Regions from separate parts of the Bicyclus anynana genome. Here region 2 is linked to region 1. A link is a contact called in public Hi-C data. All regions are on one chromosome and are shown on one strand. Each heading gives the region's core, a stretch centred on a gene start, on an enhancer-like site or on the middle of the called end of the contact. The rest is flanking DNA. Distances are from core to core; before and after follow the strand shown.

Evidence for each region. Hi-C and Micro-C count contacts between places; a contact is called where the count stands out from the background.
Region 2: a Hi-C map of whole body shows a contact between it and region 1, with 6 times the contacts expected there. The contact joins the promoter of LOC112055219 here to the promoter of LOC112050855 in region 1. A contact is called at or near these places in 2 of 2 Hi-C or Micro-C datasets (whole body and whole larva).

Annotation. Positions count from the first base shown.
Region 1 is chr19:2,656,490-2,663,403 of ilBicAnyn1.1, forward strand. It overlaps LOC112050855 (glyoxylate reductase/hydroxypyruvate reductase-like), which reads right to left and starts at 3,358. Exons shown (of 7, transcript XM_052887495.1): 1 at 3,058-3,358; 2 at 1,990-2,129. The coding sequence starts at 3,128.
Region 2 is chr19:2,794,478-2,801,391 of ilBicAnyn1.1, forward strand. It overlaps LOC112055219 (zinc finger HIT domain-containing protein 1), which reads right to left and starts at 3,524. Exons shown (of 2, transcript XM_024095238.2): 1 at 3,199-3,524; 2 at 2,193-2,407. The coding sequence starts at 3,524. The coding sequence ends at 2,272. It overlaps LOC112055220 (general transcription factor IIH subunit 5), which reads right to left. Exons shown (of 2, transcript XM_024095241.2): 2 at 4,061-4,271. The coding sequence ends at 4,085. LOC112055218 (meiotic nuclear division protein 1 homolog) reads left to right here and starts at 4,206. Exons shown (of 5, transcript XM_024095237.2): 1 at 4,206-4,586; 2 at 4,687-4,823. The coding sequence starts at 4,497.

The DNA.
Region 1 (6,914 bases), core at 2,108-4,607:
AATAATTGCTCAAAAAAGGAAGGTTGCTTTTATGCTTCCTTTCTGTTAATTTTAGTGCAAAGAATCTAATAGCATCTTGTATATAGAGTACTAGCGGACGCCCGCGACTTCGTCCGCGTAAAAATCGATGTCAATTTTCAACCCCTATTTCACATTATATTTTGCAAGTTTTATAACTTATACCTAACTAGCGGACGCCCGCGACTTCGTCCGCGTAAATTTCGATGTCAACTTTACTACTACCCCTACCCTACCACTACCCCAACCCTACCCAACCCCTTCATCTACCCTACCCCTACCCTACCCTAGCATACCCTACCCCCAATCTACCCTACCCTACCCCAAACCTACTCCTACCCTACCCCTACCTTACCTACACCCTACCCCCATCCTACCCCTACCCTCCCCGTACCCTATCCCTTTCCTACACCTATCCCACCCGTACCCCTATCTCACGCCTACACTACCCCTACCCTACCACTTCCCTATCCTACCCGTACCTCTACCCTACCACTACCCTACCTCTACCCCTACCCTACCACTACCCTAAACCCGGCCCTAAACCTACCCTACCCCTACACTACTCCTACGCTTCCCTACCCGTACCCTACCCTACCCTGTAACTTCTCTATCTTACTCCTACCCTTAGCAAAATCGTTCCAGTCCTTCGAGAGTGGTGGTATGACCAAGAGAAATAGAGACTTCTATGCTAATAATATAAAGAGGTAAAGTTCGTGTGGTTGTAGGAGGTAATCTCTGTGTCTACTGGACCGATTTGGAAAATTGTTTTACCAATAGAAAGCTACGTTATTTGCGAGTGTCATAGGCTATGTTTGATCGCCATATTCACACGGGAACGGGAACTACGTAAATGAAAGCGCCGGGCGTCATATAGCGGAAATTCTGCGTCTTAGAAATTTTGTATTATCTCCGAAACTATTTAAGTAATTAACATACTGTAGAGGGCAAATCTTATCTCCATAATATCCTTGTGATTATTAAATAATTTATTTTAATAAGGATTAAAGTTTAGTTGTATAAATAATGACGTAAACCTAAGTGTATAAAATAAATAATTTTTAAAACACAAAAGGTACTATATCTGCTAATATATAGAAGATAGATATATGGTGTCGCGGACTTTTTAGAGAACTTTTAAAGATACATAAAGTCTCCATACATTAATTTCAATTATACACAATAGTTAAGGCAGCGCATGCGAATAAGTCTGTTTAAGAGGATTTTCAGTCCGACCTGTATGACCAAAACTGTGATAACTCGGCTAATATATATGATACCAATATAAAATATAGCCTATAGCACTCCCCGACAATGTAGCATTCTACTGGTGAAAGAATTTTTAAAATCGGACCAGTAGTTCCGAAGATTACCCCATTTAAAAAATGTGACAAACTTACAAACTTACAAACTTTACCTCTTTATAATATTAGTATAGAAATAGTATAGATAAATAGACCACTTATCATTTTACCTTTACAAATGTACCTAGAAATATAAAGGACTTTCCGTACAAACTTTCTACCCCTACTTCATCCATTTCTGATTTTGTTTTCGCGTCAAAAGTATCCTATTATCCTTCTACGTATTATGGTCTCAAATCGTCTTAAGTATCATTTGAATTCATTCTGTAGTTTCAGCGTGATGCGTATCAAATAAAAGGCAGACAGACAGACAAAAATAGAAAATAGGCATACATTAATTTCAATTTTACACGATGGTTAAGGCAGCGCATGCGAATAAGTCTGCTTAAGAGGACTTTCGGTCCGACCTGTATGACAAAAACTGTATTAACTCGGCTAATATATATGATACCAATATAAAATACTATAGCATTCTACTGGTGAAAGAATTTTTGAAATCGGATCAGTAGTTCCGAAGATTACCCCATTTAAAGAATGTTACAAACTATATGAAGAAATAATATGAAGAATGTTACAAATAGATTAAAATAAAAAATAAATCATTTACCTGCCAAATCCAATATTTCTCCCGTAAGCCGATGTTTAGTGTTCCATATTAAAGCATCAAAGCCAGTAGCTATTTCTTTTTTTATTTCCAAGATACTTTCAGACTCATGATCCAAATGTGGTATTATGACAGGTTCTAATCTAATAATAAAAGTGTGTTATGAAGAAAGTAGGAGGTTCTCTAATATAACTTATATATGTAAGGTATGCATTATTCTTTTCTCTCATTTATTTATTTGTCCCTTATGGAGTTTACTCCCTAAAAGTCGATATTTCTTATATACTCCCGGTATGAAAAAAATATGGGCAGGAAAATTCGAAGAACGTATGACTGCTTTACGTTTTTTATGCGCAACCTATTCTGCGCACCTTTCACCGTGCGCTGCCGTCATTAGATTTAGATTAGATTTCAGAAATAAATTCTGAATGATCACAAAGTTAAATAAATAAATAATGATAGAAATTAGAAATTAATATTTTTGTTTGTTTTGTATATTAGCGTGCACATGAAGTCAGGCGCGCCCGCTGCCTGCTGCTCCTCGGTTGCGCAGCTTTCACTTTTCAGGCGCGATTATTGAGACGTATGGAGTGTATGCTGCGGGGCAACATACAACTCCATTCGTGCGTCGGAGCTGACACATACTTTTTTTGATTTTTTATCAATGTTATTGTTAAAAAATATAATACAATACACTATGTATGCATGATTGTTGATGAAGGTCTAAATGTAATAGACCTACATATTTATAAAAAAATAACACAAAGCTGTAGAAATCTTCGACAGTGTGTACAACGCCTTTGGATGCGTTAATAATATTGCATAATGATTCGCAATTTTGAATCTGTTCTAAGGGTTATAATCAAAGAATATACATTTAAATATATTAGGTATATCCTCCACGGCTCTATGGTTTATGGTTGTTAAAAAAAAGATATAAAGGTCGGTTTGTTGGGTACTTTTATAATTTGTAAATACATAGGGAATTTATTTTATGTCCTAATTAATGATATGAATCAATAACAACTACAAGTACCTATAAAAATATTTTATAATGATTAAAAATCTTACTTGGTTTTTAATAACTTTATTCCCGCTTCAGGGTATGTCTTGTTTACAATCAGGACGCGTTTCAATGCCATATTTTATGGGAAAATACTTTATTACTTGAATATGTATTTAAATTAATTGATTTATCTATTGATAAAAAGTAGGTACGGTACCTATTTCACTAAACGTCTAAAAGATAACCTCACTGTTCCGCCTACTATGTTATTATGTTCAGTTGTGTCATGTGTATTTAAGATAATCACTCTTAAAATTGAAGTTGATTCTTATCAGTTTCTATAGATTCTAGCTATAAATTATAATGTAACAATATGATAGTCTTACGATAATGTTTATTTATTTAAATAATTTGTAATAAGACATGTTTCTTACGCCATCTAGTGTGTAGTAGAAGAACCATAAACATAACGAACAACAAGGGAATCTCATCAGTAGATGGCAGTAGTAGTTTTTAAAATGATGTAAAAAGACGTTGAGATGACATTTTTTTACAGGTTACATTAAAAATGTGTAATGTTCAAGCACAGATTAAAAAAACGTAACGTTTGTTTTTTTACGGGTTCACCGGCTTCACCACTCATTCTGGATCATTCTTTATTTTGTGCGTTCAACTGTCAAATCAACGAACATTGCCAAAGGCTTCATCATCTTCATTCAGCAGATCATGTCGGTCACTAGAAAGAGACAAAATTTATATAGAATGTATAAAATCTCCTATAAATGAGTCATAATAAGCGACATGTCACTAACGAAGTCGTTTTATCCGTCTGTATTAATACAAATATTTTTTTATGAAAACTTTGTTGTGTAATTACGTCATATTACGCGGTTGGTCAATATAAGCGGACGCATATTAAACGGATTAAGTACCTAAATTAACTGTTTATCCCGTCCATTACAAGTACAGAATTACCGAGTTTGACTGTATTAAAGCCTCAGAATATAATTATAAACCATAACCAAACTAAATCTTAACCAAACGGTTTAATGTTTGACAAAATTATTAGTTACTAACGGGCACCCGCGACTTCGTCCGCGTGAAAGTCGATGTAAACTTTCAACTACCCCTACCCTACCCCTGCCCTACCCAGTATGACTGCAAACGCGACGGAAGCTTAAAAAATGTGATAATTTCTCCCGTTTTCCCAACATTTCCCTTCAATGCTCTGCTCCTATTGATCGTCGCGTCATGAAAAGTATACTATAACCTGCCCAGGAGTATGAAGAACAATCGTGTCAAGTTTCGTGAAAATCCGTCGAGTAAGTAGTTTTTGTTTCTTTACCGAACATAAAGAATTTGACGGCCGCGTGGCGCAGTGGGTAGTGACCCGGCTTTCTGCATCCACGGCCGTGGGTTTGATTCCCACAACTGGAAAATATTTGTGTGATGAGCATTGGTGTTTTCCAGTGTCTGTGTGTATTTATACATTATATAAGTATTTATATGTAGTATATAATTGTATATTAATATTATAATATCAACATCTTAGCACCCATAACACAAGCTACTCTGCTTACTTTGGGGCTAGATAGTGATGTGTATTGTTTAAGTATATTTATTTAAGTATATTTATTTATAAAAAAAAAGAAAAAAAAAAGATAGACAGACAGACAGACACAAAAATCTCAGTTATTTTGGAAATATATTTCATGTACAGAATTGACCTCTCTACAGATTTATTAAAAGTACTTAAATATTAATTAGTTTGACGTTTAGGCTTAGTACCTACTTGATATCAAGTAACATCACAAAATGGACGACAGCGTTTTTACCGTTTGGAAAGATTCAAAAAGTTCACAATTTTTAAATTAAGTTTTCTATGAAATCCTAAGCTTTTAATAATTAATTTATAAATTTAGGACCCTTATTCGCTACGAAATTAATGTTGTTTATTTTAAATTTGTTATGAGTCAAATAACTTCTCTTTGCTTATTTTAATGTTAGTTATAGTTTGTAGGGTTCACTATCGACCGATGCTGGCGCCGCGCCGTCGGTCCACACCGAGTTCCTGGAAATGGCTTGATGGCTTGAATCGCACTACTTTATTTATAGACTCCACATCAATAACCTATTTTTGCTTACTGCCACAATATACAAGAAGCAAGGAAGAGGTCACCTCAATTATTATCAGCCAACGATGTAAGAAGAAAAGAAGTAGACAGGTCAGGTACCACATTCGATGTTTACAACTGACACACAAATATTATTTCAGCGGCGTTATCAACAGCGGTATGACAGTGCGGCGACTGAGCTCAGGTTTGCTAATTAGCATAGTTTTAATGTGCCACTTACGGTCCGCGTATAACCTATCTACCTCTTTTTTAACCGACTTCAAAAAGGAGGAGGTTCTCAATTCAGTCGGTATTTTTTTTTTTTAATGTATGTACACCGATTACTCAAACACGCCTGGACCGATTTCAAAAATTCTTTTTTTGTTTGAAACGGCTTAGCACCGCCTTCATACTGATCAGCAGGTAGAACATATTATGATGTTATTTTTCACTTTTTTAGGTTAGGGTACGTTTTTAGGTTTTGAAGTCGGTTGCATTTTTTTTATTAAATTTTTTTCTTCTAACATCATTGTTATCAGCCTATTTTAACGCCCAGGAATATGGAACTGCGACGGCGGGAATTTTTTAAATATATGTATAGGCGAGAGCTTGGCTGCAATGATGCTTGACAGTAAGCGATAATGCAGCCTTTATGCAGTGGAACGCGCTTGCCTAGAAGATGCCTATTCACTCTTGACTTGAAGATACCCATATTGTAGGTGGTGGGACCCATATTGTAGGTGGTGGGGAAAACGGAAGCTGGAATGGCTTTCCATAACTTTGCAATGCCAAATGGTCGGGAATCGTCGGGATTCTACCGAAATTTTCAGTAATCTCCAGACTCTCGACAAATCTCAAAATCTCCAGAAAAACAGATATTTCAAAAATAAAAATTCGAGATGGTTATCTTATTTGCCCGCTTTAGATCGTTTACTGCTGCTTCCAAATTAGTGGAATTAGTAAAGTCTAATATTTTATTTCTCCCGGCCCCAAAATCCCGACTTTTTGAAGATATTTTGAACTTCTGATCTGGCAACCCTATTCGCAGTGCAGGTCCGGATCGAAGAGCCGCAACGCTTCGTACGACTTGGTGGGCTTTTTTACTCACGATCTCGGGGGCGCCCGGATTGATACGATACACTCTGGCCAAAATACCCTTTCCGAACGGCCCTCTAAGCCGGGGCTCCATCTGGAGATGCTTTTCGGGGGGTTTGGCTCACCCAAACCCCCCCGATGACGCTGCTGAGGTCACTAAGGAGCCTACGGTACTTACATAATATAAACAAAAGTTTAGATGTGGCCTAAGATGCGACGAGCTTGCTTGCCCATTGACTTCTGTTTGAAGGCTATTGTCTAATAGCTAAGTTAGCCTTCTAACCGATATAATCAAAGAGGGTATATCGGTCGACAGGAGGAATTTCCGTTTCCCGCCGAACCTCACCTGTCACCGCAAGGTGGCATCGCACGCGCCGCTACGTTCCACTACGATCCGCGTAGCAGTTGCATACACTTTTTAGAGTCAATGAATAATTTATATGAAAGAGTTTGCCACATTGCGATCCGCGTAGCTGCTGCTTGAACTCTATAACGTCAAATATATTCTAGTAAAATGAAAACACAGACAAAAGTTTTTGGGGGTACACAAAAGTTTTAAGGGGTACCTCCTATACATGTAGAATGAGCATGAGTATTTTTCTTGTTTATTCGTAGTGTCGGGTATAATTGGAGAGGTTATCAATAAATGTTTTAGAGATTCTTTTGTGAATTATTACGTTTTAAAGTGGTAATTTAAGTTACTGTGATTTGTA
Region 2 (6,914 bases), core at 2,274-4,773, 140 kb after region 1:
TTTTACGTTCGTGAGTAGGAATAGGTAGCTCGTAGTATTAGGTACTCTTTCATGCCTTTGTTTTTTTTCCTGACTACAGTAACCAGGACCGCTTAAGAGGTTACAAAAGTTCTTTAAACTTTGAACTAGGTTATCAACCCATATTCGGCTCACTGCTTAGCACGAGTCTTCTCTCAGAATGAGAGGGGTTAGGTCAATAGTCCACGCGGATTGGCAGACTTCACACACGTAGAGAATTGCGAAAATTCTCAGGTATGCAGGTTTCCTTACGAAGTTTTTCCTTCACAGTTTGAGTTTGTTTGATATTTAATTTCTTAGAAGGCACATAATTGAAAAGTTGGAGGTGCATGCCCCGTACCGGATTGGAACCTACACCCTCAGGAATTTGAGGCAAGAGGTTATATCCACTGGGTTGTCACGGTTCTTAAAATAAGCCTTGCACTAACTTGTAAACTAAGCCTATTGGAAATAAATTAATTTATAACACAAAGAGCACAATTTTTGCCAAAAAGTTAAATTAAGAATATGTTTTTTTTTATCGGTAGGTAGTAAATACACTATTTTTTAATAGATTAATAAGTCCTGCTTATTAATCTATTAAAAATATCAGCTGCCCTGAGGCCTGAAAGACTCATTTGCCTTTACTTAGACCTTCAACAATACAGACCGAATCACAGCGATGCTACTAGACGGTAGTCATACTTCCTAGGACAAGTTCTACCTATTAATTTGACTCTTATATTAAACTTGCACCTCTTCCAAATAAGCTTGCATCGCCATAAACCTTCAGGCAAAGAGTATAAAATCTTTGCCACCAGGTGAAAATAAGTATAAGTTGTCATTGAATAAAAATTATAATAAAAAGGCTAAAAATAAAATAAAATTAAATTAAAATAAAATTAAGTGTCCTTCTCTGTATAAGAAACTCGAACCCGGTTCCTCAAAATCTATAGTCGTAGTTGTTAACCGCTACAACAATGAGGCATTTCAATTTGAGCCCCATTTGTTCTGCGCACGTTTACAAACAATCTGCCCTTTATTTTAGTGCCATGTTACTAACGATACGGAGACAGCTGTTGTCACAAATGTTGAATTATCGCTAATGCCTCTGATCGCCCCTAGCGTCCTTCGCTGGGGGATCGATTGGGTGCAATTTATGATTACGTATCATTATTAGACCAGATACAAGACCTCTGTGGTGTAGCGGTGTAGGTGGCAGATCCTGGGTCTGTGTAGAGCAAAACAGTATTATTTTTTCGAAAAATTTACTTATCTATTTTTTTTAATTTTCTTAGAGACTTAAGTACTACCTACCTACAGTCGTACAATGAATCCTTAGTTTTAGGATTTTCTGAGTAATAGGTAATATTTGAGCAGTAATTAATAAAATATTGTATTCTGGTAATACATACGCATAGGCGTATATAGCGGGTGGGCCGGGTGGGCCGGGAATAGTCTAGAAGACTTCTCGACTTCTCAATTTGAAATTCTATGATGGACGCCTTAATAGTAATAATTTTACACAAAATATCAAATAATAATAATTATAACTTTTAATAAAGAAAACCCTTTCGTAATAAAGATTTTGAAAAATATTTTAGGACCTTTTCTGATACCTATACCATAGATAAAAAAAATAATAAAAAGTCGAGTCGTTTCCGTCCACAAACATTGCTGACGAAATTTTTATAATGAGTGTCGACTGTCGACTCTGTTCAGTGATATGTAGGCCCACCCCAGGAAATAATCCTAGATACGCCAATGTACATACGATATATTTTTAAAAGCTTATGTACAAAAGATTACCTATTAAGCACCTGTAGATTGATTTTAAAATTTAAAGTGCGCTCTACACTCGCGGCGTAGACTCCAAAATTTCAGTTTGGTTTATTTTGGTTTGTGGTTTGCACTTTTCAACGAGAAGGCTGTTGACGAATTCATGAAAGATTTTGAAGATAACTAACAAGCCGCGAACGCCTATATCAGTTCACAGCGTTTGCACCGCGAGTGTAGAGCGTGCATAAAATTAATTGTTGCGCCACCTATTGACGGGTAGAAAACTTTTTGAAACCCAACTTCCACCACTAGATGGCGCTGCGTAGAGTATCTGGCTTGGAACATTCTTCAGCTAGATGGCGCCGTTTTTCTACATTGTCTATGACAACTTTTAGCGGGAAATAAAAATAACCTACTGTTGACAATTACTTTATTGCTTGCGATTATTCGAATCTAATATTAATAATTGCGCAGAATTGTTAATAAGTAAATAATTTAGACAGTCCATTTGAGGCATCTCGTATCCAAGTGTGTTCCAAGACATCGTACGGAGCAGTATCTAGCACCACAGGATATACAGGTATAGTTAGATGGAAATCCACATACAGCGCAGAAATGGCGGTCGGGAAATCTGAAAAAGAATGATTTTACATTTTCTTAATACAATTTTCTACTCTTTAAGTGTTATTACTTACATAAAGTTCAATTGTAAGGTGTTTTTACGTTAAACAACATGATAAATATTCTAGAACTAGGATGTCAGAGATTATATTGTAAAGATTTTTCTCATTATCATAAAAAATCTCGTTGTTTTAGGTGTATAAATTTCATGATTTTAAGATTACAACAATAAATATAATTATTTGTATGAACAAAAGAATATAAACATCAGTTAGTAAATAAGCTTACATATTATGTTTAATGAAGAAGCTTTGCTATTTTACAAATTGTAATATTTGCATTTAATATAAATTGAGTACCCCAAACAAGGCTGTAATATTGCTTTCATTTTATTTGTATCAAACATTTAGTAAATTATAGCTATTTTTTGTATATTTTACTCATCAGACGTAAAATAATAAATAGTCATTCTAAACAATACTAATTGAAATTATTTCCACAATCTTGTTATTTTTTTTTTATTTTTATTTATTCGGGCAAAAAACAGTCATTACAATAAAAGTTTTACAATCAAATATTTCTTAGGACACAGACAATGCATTGCCGAAATGTTGTGAAGCATGATCAGATTTACTTAATTTTATAGTATAACTAGCGGACCCGCTCAAGCTTCTCTTTCACTTATGATGCACTTCTTCCCTATCCCTACCCTACCCTGCTTCTACCCTACTCCTACCCTACCCCTACATTACCTCTACCGTACCTCAACCTTAAATACATATGAAATTGTAAAGTACTCACTTGGACGGTCCAACTTGAGCCGACAAGTAGTTCGGTGGATCCGGTCTGAAACTTGCATCCTCCTCGACTAACTGAGCAAATGTCTTTCTGAATCTCATTTTGTAATACTCAGCACTTTTAGATTTTTTCTTTCTTGTCGGTTTTTCATTGGAATCTGCAAATTTGGGCACCTTTTTTGACATAACCAGGTCAGCATGCGGGTCTTCGTGGAAGTTATCCTGTTCCAATGCTTCAACAGCTTTCCGAGCTCTCCTTTTTCTCGCTGCATCGTCTAAAACTCTCCTTTTCTCTACATCTTTGACTCTACCCGACTCTCTTGTAGACATTTTTGTGGCTTGTTCTGTAACACACATACAAATAAAATGTTAGCTTGAATAACCAGCAATACCAATTTGACACATCAACTGGAATTTTCTATTACTAATACACACACACACAGTCAGACATATAATATACAGTTAATTTTTCATACATAAATAGGAAGTTCTCAGTGGCGTTCATAACATTTTTAACTAGGGTAGGCATTGTAAAAGCAAAATCCAACTTGGCTTAGTTTACAAGAACTTTTGAAAGATAAACTAAATATACAGGTATATTTATTACTTAAATCGTATTAGGTACTTTGTAAGTGAATATATTTTTACATTTGAGGGAAGTATAAAAAATTTCGTTATCAACCCTTATTCGGCTCACTGTTGAGCACGAGCCTCCTCTCAGAATGAGAGGAGTTAAGCCAATAGTCCACCACGCTGGCCCAATTGGCAGACTTCACACATTTAATATACTCAAATTTAATATGATTTTTTTTTAAATTTGCACATTCAGCTTACAAATTAGGGATAAAACGACTGACCTGACTTACTGGTTACTTTATGAAATTAATAAATTATAATCCTTTATCGTGCACTGGAATACTGAGTTGGTCCATCAAGTCGTCAACTCGGGCTTGCAGTGTGTCAACAATGTCAGACGAGATGAACAGATGTGTTTCGTCCAGGTCTTGAAGGATAAACTTTCTGCCGAGTGCGAGTGTCTCATCCAGGTGGAGCAAGAACTGTTTCATCGCTGGATCACTGGAAAGAAAGACATAATATTGAGTATTATTGAGTACATAAGACAATAGAGCAAACATAGGTAAATAGATAGATAGATGAACATAGATATTACTGAGGAAAGAAGACATATTGAGTATTACTGCATACAGAAGTCAATAGAGCTAATATTATATAGATAGCTAGATAAGTATATATATTACTCAGCATTGAGTATTAGTGAGCAAAGAATAGAGATATTGAGAGATGTCCAAAAAAAGAGGACTGAGCGCTGATGAGAAGAAAATCAGGATGTTGGAGATATTCCATAAAAGCAAGGACTTTTTTCAACTAAAGGTACTTCAGTTCTTAATCAACCCCTTTGTTGCTATTTGTAGACAAGTCAAATTCGACCAAAAAATAAGGGTAAAGTTACATGAATTTTCATTCTTTCCAGGAATTAGAGAAAATAGCTCCCAAAGAGAAAGGAATAACTATGCAATCAGTGAAAGAGGTAGTTCAGAGCTTAGTTGATGATCACCTGGTTGACTCCGAGAAGATAGGCACTTCTATCTATTTTTGGTCTTTTCCAAGGTAATATACTCTCGTCATATTAATGAGGGCGGATAATTGTGCCCCTGATTATACTCAGCATTTGAGACCGAACAAATTGCAAGTTTTTAGACAATCAATGCCTAAAAAAAATTAACTTTATTTTTATAATAATAATAATAATAATAATAAAGCCTTTATTTGCTGAATTTATAAACAAAATATTATTACAACATATCATTGACACTGATTCATTTCTTCAGCTTGCCCTCGGGCATAGGCCTCCTCCAGACACTTCCATATTTCTCTATCTCTTGCTTTCCTTCTCCATGTGTCTCCTGCTGTCTGTCTGAGGTCATCCTCCCATCTTTGGCAGGGGCGACCTCTTTTCCTTTTTCCTATCCTAGGATACCACTCTGTCACATCCCTGGTCCACTTATCCCTTTTATCCCGCATGAAGTGTCCTGTCCACTTCCACTTAAGCTTCTTAATTGTTACTGCCACATCTCTGACCTTGGTCTTGCTTCGGATAGTAGAGAGTCTGACTTTGTCTTGTTTTTTTATATGAAGCATGCTTCTTTCTAGATTATTTTGGCATGTTTTCAGTTTCACAATATTTTTCTCAGTCAGACCCCAGGTTTGGCAACCATAGGTTAAGCATGGCAAGATACAGGTGTTGAATACTTTAGACTTGTCTGATATAGGGATATCTTTATTTTTCATTACTTCCTTAAGGGACCAGTAGCTTTTCCAGGTGTTGCATATTCTCCTGTCTATTTCCTTTGTGTTTTGTTCTCTCGGTGATATTGTTTGACCCAAATAAATATATTCATCAACATACTCCAATATGTTTGAACCCAACTTTATATCTTCTTTCTTACAATTAGTCATTACTTTTGTTTTGTTGGTGTTCATGTGTAAACCGACTTTCTCACTTTCTGTGGCTAGTTGTTGTACCATTATTTGGAGTGATTTTGAGTTATTTGATAGTAAAATAAGGTCGTCAGCAAACCTCAAATGGTTTAGATTTTTTCCATTTATATTTAGGCCAAAGTTGTTCCAATGTAAGTTTCTAAATATATTTTCGAGTACAGCAGAGAATAGTTTGGGCGATAGTGGGTCACCTTGTTTTACTCCTTTTAATATTCTGAATTCTCTTCCTGGTTGTTCCAATTGTATTTTTGCAACACCGTTTTTATATATTTCTTTTAAAATGCGTACATATTTTTGTTCAACTCCTTGATCCATTAAGGCTTCCCATAGTTTATTGTGTTTAATGGAGTCAAAAGCCTTGTTATAGTCTACAAAGGCTATATATAAGGGCATACTATACTCATTATATTTTTCCATTATCTGTTTTATAACATGGATGTGATCAAGTGTTGAGTACCCACTACGAAAGCCTCCTTGTTCCCTTGGTTGGTGTTCATCCAGAGTGCTAGATATTCGGTTTAGTAAAACTTTTGAGAATATTTTATATAGATTTGATGTAAGGCTTATGGGTCTGTAATTGTTAATGTCTTCTTTACTTCCTTTTTTATAAATCAGGATTATTGTGCTCTGTGTCCATTGTTTTGGCACTTCTTCTGTATCTAAGATATTATTAAAAAGCATAGTGAGGGGACAAGTTATTATATCTATTACATTTTTAAGAAGTTCGTTTGTTATGCTGTCATCCCCTGGTGATTTGTCCTTTTTTTGGGACAGTATGGCTCTTCTTACTTCTCCGTTTAGGATGCATGGGATAGGTTCTTCGTTTTCTTGGTCATTGTTGGTATCTACTTCTTCAGTAATAGCATCCCAGTAAAGGTCTTCATAGAAATCTGTAGCTAACTGGTTTATTCGTTTACGGTTTGTTATTTTTTTGTTCCTTTTATTGTTTACTCCAGCTATCCATGTCTTGCTTTCTTGTAACACTTTTAAAGCTTTGCGTACACCTCCTGTTTCATTAATAAAGTTGCTTATAATTTTTTTTCTGTATGATTTCCTGTGATTTCTTATGGATATGTTTATATGTTTGCTTATTTTGGCAATTTCTTTCCTGTTGTTTTTCTTGTCTACTAATAGTGTTTTCCTCTTAGCTATGAGGTCTCTTGCTTCAGACCCTATCTTGTCTGTGTTTCTTATTTCAGT